Regions from separate parts of the Sus scrofa genome. Here region 1 is linked to region 2. Evidence: chromatin contacts called from public HiChIP or PLAC-seq data. All regions are on one chromosome and are shown on one strand. The core of a region is the stretch at or near the end of the contact, and the rest is flanking DNA. Distances in the headings are between cores, read along the strand shown. Region 1 overlaps IPPK (inositol-pentakisphosphate 2-kinase). Region 2 has its middle 15 kb from the start of ZNF484.

The links. HiChIP or PLAC-seq counts read pairs in DNA pulled down with a chosen protein or histone mark.
Region 1: a contact with region 2 is called in an H3K27ac HiChIP or PLAC-seq map of alveolar macrophages. The contact joins two enhancer-like sites. A contact is called at or near these places in 1 of 47 Hi-C or Micro-C datasets (embryonic fibroblasts) and 1 of 2 datasets of contacts at active chromatin or transcription factors (alveolar macrophages).

What each region holds. Positions count from the first base shown.
Region 1 is chr3:42,352,102-42,355,044 of Sscrofa11.1, reverse strand. IPPK (inositol-pentakisphosphate 2-kinase) reads left to right here. Exons shown (of 13, transcript XR_002342483.1): 4 at 1,324-1,390. Among named protein-coding and RNA genes, the nearest start is that of IPPK, 15 kb to the left of the region's middle. Within about 2 kb of position 1,329, at least 4 of the 83 cell types and tissues checked have an H3K27ac peak or open chromatin away from gene starts, as enhancers often do. A contact at or near this core is called in alveolar macrophages, where this site is marked.
Region 2 is chr3:41,932,278-41,935,189 of Sscrofa11.1, reverse strand. No RefSeq gene overlaps it. Among named protein-coding and RNA genes, the nearest start is that of ZNF484, 15 kb to the right of the region's middle. Within about 2 kb of position 1,394, at least 1 of the 83 cell types and tissues checked has an H3K27ac peak or open chromatin away from gene starts, as enhancers often do. A contact at or near this core is called in alveolar macrophages, where this site is marked.

The DNA.
Region 1 (2,943 bases), core at 80-2,579, 420 kb before region 2:
TCTAGACCTTACTTCCAGGAGGGGCCGGTGGCAGGTGGGAATAGCATCAGGATGTGCCCAGGGCCTGCTCTGGTCTGGGTTTGGGATCTCTTTGTCCACAGTGGACGGGGCTCTGGGCATGAGGGGTGAGCCCAGAGGTCACATTTCAGGAACATCCATCCTGTTGACGTGGCCCCCTCGCAGGAAGACACTGCCAGAGTCAAGCACAGCCTGCTTTCCTTCCAGTGGTTGTTGTGTCCAGGGACGTCTGCCACTCTGACCCAGCTCTGGTGCAGTGTGGGTTGCAGAGCACAGCTCTGGCCCGAACAAGACCATGTTCAGGCGGAGTCAGCGTATGTACACGATGCTGTTTTCTCTGACCCATGACACAAGCCAGGGTAAAATAGAGCCCAGGCAAGAGCTTCTCCCTGCTCTGTGTCCTGGGGCAAGATAAGGCTAGCCCAGCAGTGGTGAGAGAGCAAGGCTCAGATGACACACTCTTGTGTCCACGCTACCTCGGGCCCTGCCTGGCTGGTTTGGGGACTGGCCTGGTCCTGTCTTCCTGTGAGCCCGAGGTTAGGTGGCGCCGGGCAGGATGGAGAAGGTGGGCATGTAAGTGGGCAGGATCCCAGCCTTCTCATTCTTGGTAGGTCTCTTGTGTCCCCTGGGGATTTCTCAGGAAGTCAGTACTCTGCCACCCCGGCCACACGGGGATGGTGGTGAGCAATGTGGACTAAGTAGAAGCTCTTAGTTTGGGAGATTGCAAAGAAATGGTGAAGCAGAGAGAAGTTGCTCCTTTGCTTTTTGCCCAAATGCACCAGATGTTAGCCATCCTAAGTCCCATGGCCAGTGGGCGCACAGGACGTCTTCTTGGAGATTAATATTTAATCAGACCCCTTTCTTTGAGCTGGAGTGTAAGACACCTCAGGGTGGCTGGGGACAGCTGATGAGGAGCTTCGTGCAGGCTGAGAGCGGCCTTGGCCCCGGCTCTGCCATCCACAGACATGTGAGAATGAGGATGAGGGCATGGTGAAGACAGAGGAGGAGCCCTGTGAGGAGCACTCTGTGGACACTGACTGTGGGTGACACAGGGCACGCTGCTGGCCAGCCACTCCGAGGAGGGCTTGTTCCTCTTAGTGCACAGAAACCTTAGTGTGTCTGTCTAATATGGACATATCTTTAAAATAACAAAGCACCTTTTATCCCTAAACCCCACAGACTGAGTACTTTTAATGTGGTAACATAAAATTGACCTTTTTAACCATTTTTAAGTGTTCAATTCTGTGGCATTAGGTACGTTCAGATTGTTGTGCAACTCACACTGAGTATTTCTTATTCTTACAGGAAGTTGTTCAGCTGCCTTTAGATTTTGTGAAACAGCTTTGTTTAAAGATACAGTGTGAAAGGCCAGGTAAGAGTTTCTAACACCCCACTTGTAATGTGTTTGATGTGGTTGCTCAGGTTAGATAGGATACAGTTTTTGGTAGGTCTTTTGCCAGGATCTTCATTATCAGGGGTAGAAATCCTAGGAGCTCATGAATACAGTTCTGGGCATCAGATATGCAGATCACTCGGGGAATATCTGACTCAGAGTTAATTAATAAAAACACAAATGCATTTGGGAGCTGAGAGGAAGCTGAAAGAGTTGGGGGAGACATAGGGAAAGGAAGATGGGCTGGGCTGCACACGGGCCTGGAGGAGTCTGGAGGAAAGCCAAGTAGACTGAGCCACGGAGGTGGGCCAGGCCCTAGGGTCAGCAGTCCTGAAGACGTTCCCCAAGAAGCTGGCACCACCCAGCTGCTTATCCTCTTGCGGTAAGAGGGGAGACTCGGATTTTTGTACCTGTCCCTCTGCCCCCGCCGCCAGCTCACGTACTCCCGGCCATCACTGTATGTGCCTTGCACTCCCATACCTTCCCCCCAACAGCTCCCCTGCCTCCCATACCTCCCCATCACCTCCCAAACCTCCCCCATCACCTCCCAGGCTTTCCCCCATCACCTCCCAAACTTCCCCCATCACCTCCCATTCCCTCCCCCATCACCTCCCAAACTTCCCCCATTACCTCCCATTCCCTCCCTCATCACCTCCCAGACCTTCCTCCATCACCTCCAAACTCCTCCTCATCTCCTTATATACCTTCTCCCCATATCATCTCACATATTTTCCCCTCAATACCTCATGTACCTTCCCTGTACTTGCTTGTGACCATAATGACAGTAACCATGTCACAGTCTTTCCTTTCATAGAGACAAAGATGTAAAATCCATGTTGTTGAGGGACAAAATGTATCTTCTTCTAAAGCACAGCCAGGCAGGGCATGCAATGAGCCAGTATAAAAGTCCTTCCATATTTGATTAGGAAAGTGAAAGAAGACGACTGCACCCCAGAGTCCCTGTTTTGGGGAGCAGTGAGGAGCTGGGCCTCATGGGTGGAAAGGGCCGACAAGGGGGAAGGAGGCAGCAGCCTTGTTCAGAGCCTGAACTGTGTCTTGGCCCTGTTTTCTTCATCTAGACACAGACAGTCTGAACGTGCTGTGGTTCTGCGATTAGTTACTAATGTCTCTCAGCAGCATTAGTTTTATAATCAGCAGTTATATCATTTAATAGAATAGTCAGTCTTGTTTTGTGGAAGGAGGAAAGCTGGCTTCTCCTGGGACCTGGAGGCTGTCTCTTCTGTGACTGTTTACAGAACAGCTTCTGGCAGTCAGTCCCGAGGAAGTACTGGTATTTAAGTTTTCTGAGGAAGCTTCAAGAGGAAGGTAGTGTGCTGCCTCCTTCCTCTCTGAGCTCCTGATTTGAGGGAGTTTTAGAACTGGGGGGCAGTTCCTCAAATCACCCTCACTTCTGATGACAACATGTTTGGGGGTCCCCAAGACCAACCTCAAGTCTGATAATTTGCCAGAAGGCCCCGCAGAACTCACTGTCTTCTTCATTATTGTGGCTTATCCCAGGTAAGGGTCACAGG
Region 2 (2,912 bases), core at 145-2,644:
ACGACAGGAATTCCATCATTAGCTATGGAATTGGCATAAAGATAACAGATTAGGGCAGACTAGAAAATCCAGAAATAGGTCTACACATATTATTAATTGATTTTTTTTTATGATGCCAAGGATGTCCATGGGAAAAGAATAATCTTTTCCCCAAAACATTGCTGAAACAAGTGAATTATCATAGTCATATACTCACACAAACCTTGATTAACACCTCTCCATATGCAGAAGGACTCAAAGTATATCAAAATATATAATATAGCAAAAGATATGTATTTCCACCACAATGCAAGTGTATATATTTAACAGATCTAAATGTGAGAGCTTAAATTATAAAATTTATCAAAGAAAAGAAGATACTTTTAGTAACCTGTGGTAGGCGGAATAGTCCCTCAAAGATGCCCATACCTTAATCTCTGTAAATATATTACATGCTGAGATCACATCTCTGCAGATGTGATTAATGTTATAGGGTTTAAAGTTTAAAGACATTATCCTGGTTTATCTGGGTGGGCCCAGTCTAATCACAGGAGCCTTTAAAAGAAGAGAACTTCCTCTGGCTGGAAGCAAGACAAATTGGCAGAAGAAGGAGTAGTTTCCAAACTTGAGGATCTGCTGTGCTGTCGCTGGTTCTATGATGTGATGGCCCATGTGGAAGAGGTAGAAATAGGCCTCTAGGAGCTAAGGTTAACCCCAGATGATAGCAAAGAAACAGCTCAGTACTATAGCCAAAGGAAACTAGAATCTGCCAGTAGCCTGACTGACTTTAGAAATGGGTTCTTCCCAGAAGGTCCTGATAAGAACCAAGGCCATCAACACCTTCACTTTGGCCTTGTGAGACTCAGCAAAGAAATCATAAAAATCCACCAGACTTCAGGCCTACCAACCTCTGTGAAGTAGTAAATTTGTGTTGTTTTAACCTTCTAAGTTTGTGATAATTTATTAGAGCGCAGTATATATACTCTGAGCTAGGCAAAGATTTCACAAATAGGTTATAAAAGCACAAACTATAAAAGAAAATGTAAGTAAATTGGGCTTGGAAAACTGAAGACTGCGTCTTCAAAAGATACATACATAATGAAAAGGCAACCCACAGACTAAGAAGAAATATTTGGAAAACATACCTGGCAAAGGTATTAAGGATCTCTTACACCATAATAAGCACCCAGCTTTTTTTTTTTTCATTTGTCTAAAGATTTAAATAGACATTTCACCAAAGAAGGTATCCAAATGATAAGCACATGAAGAATTTTAGCATCATTAGTCATTAGGGAAGTGGAAATTAAAGCCACAATGAGAAGTACCCCTGTGGTGCAATGGGTTAAAGATCTGGCTTTGTCAGTATAATAGCTTGGGTCACTGCTGTGGCGCAGATTGTCTCTGGTCAGGGAACTTCCACATGCTGTGGGTGCACAAAAAAAAAAAAAAAAGAAGCCACAATGAGAATATTTACACACCCCCTAGAATGACTAAAAGCTAAAAGTGTGATCATATGATGTGTTGGCAAGGATATAAAAGCAACTGGACCTCATACACTGCTGTTGAGAATGTAAAACAAGACCATTGATTTGGAAAAGTTTTAGAAGGTTCTTTAAGAAACCTAGACTTCAGGTCCATACAAGATGGCATAGACCTGTTTTTCTTGCTCCCATAGATAAGAACAACTATAATCCATGGAAATAACTAAACATGCAACCAAAGAAGACCTCTTAAAGGTGCTAAGAGGAAGGTGAACTGGTTTGGAATGCCATGACTGGGAGAACAACACAGTGGTAGGATGTCTTAAATTTCCCCACCCAACTAAAGAGTCACCCAAACTAGCAACAGAAGAGAGATAAGGTAGTTCATTGCTCCCTCTGATCAAACAGAAATCCCTCAAACTACACCAGGCAAATCCAGTACCATCAACAAGGAGACACCAATAAAGAGCACTAAACAATAAGCCCATCTAGCACCCAGAGACCTGGTGTTACAAGGGGTGAATGGTAGCGTGCATCCTGCCACAAACATGGATCCAAGGCAGCCTCTTGTCTTCATTGACTTGAGACTCCCCTCTCGTGCCCAAGAGGTGGCTAAGGTAACTGGGGAGGTGTGTGTGTGTGTGTGTGTGTGTGTGTGTGTGTGTGTGTGTGTGTGTGTAGGAATGTCTGTCCATAATAAGCATGTGGCCTGTAGTGCTCTCTTATCTCCAAAGATAGGGGAGCTCCCTCTATAAGCTCTGGGACAGGCAAGCAGCCTCTTTGTCCCTCAAGGCTAGAAAACCCTTTCTTCCAATGAGAGACCAAGCATCCCTGGCAGCACCATCCAGGACCAGTAGGAACCCCAGTGGCACAAGTTAAGCAGACCAAAATGACACCACAACGCTGCTAAAAGCTAATGTATCACTTGGAATCACTGTTCAAAAAAGGAGGTCAGGACCTGTTTAATAAACAGAATGGGTTCCCTCCTGCTAAAATGAAAGATTTAAATAAGAACCAAACCCTTCTAACAATAGAAAAATCACCCTTTAAGAACCAAGAAAATCACAACTTGAGTGAGAAGAATCAACTGACACCCAACACTGAATTTAAACAAATGTTGGAATTTTCTGACAAGAAAATCCTAAGGACTCCACCCAGAAACCGTTAGATCCAATCAATGAATTCAGTAAAGTTACAGGATGCAAAATTAATATACATAAATTGGTAGCATTTCTACACACTAATGAACTATTCAGAAAAGAAAGAAACTGACCCCATTTACAACAGAATCAAAACCAATAAAATATTTAAGAATGAAAGCTTGCAGGAGTTCCCATTGTGGCACAGCGGAAACGAATCCGGCTAGGAACGATGAGGTTGCAGGTTCAATCGCCGGCATTGCTCAGTGGGTTAAGGATCCAGTGTTGCTGTGATCTGTAGTTTGCAGACGTG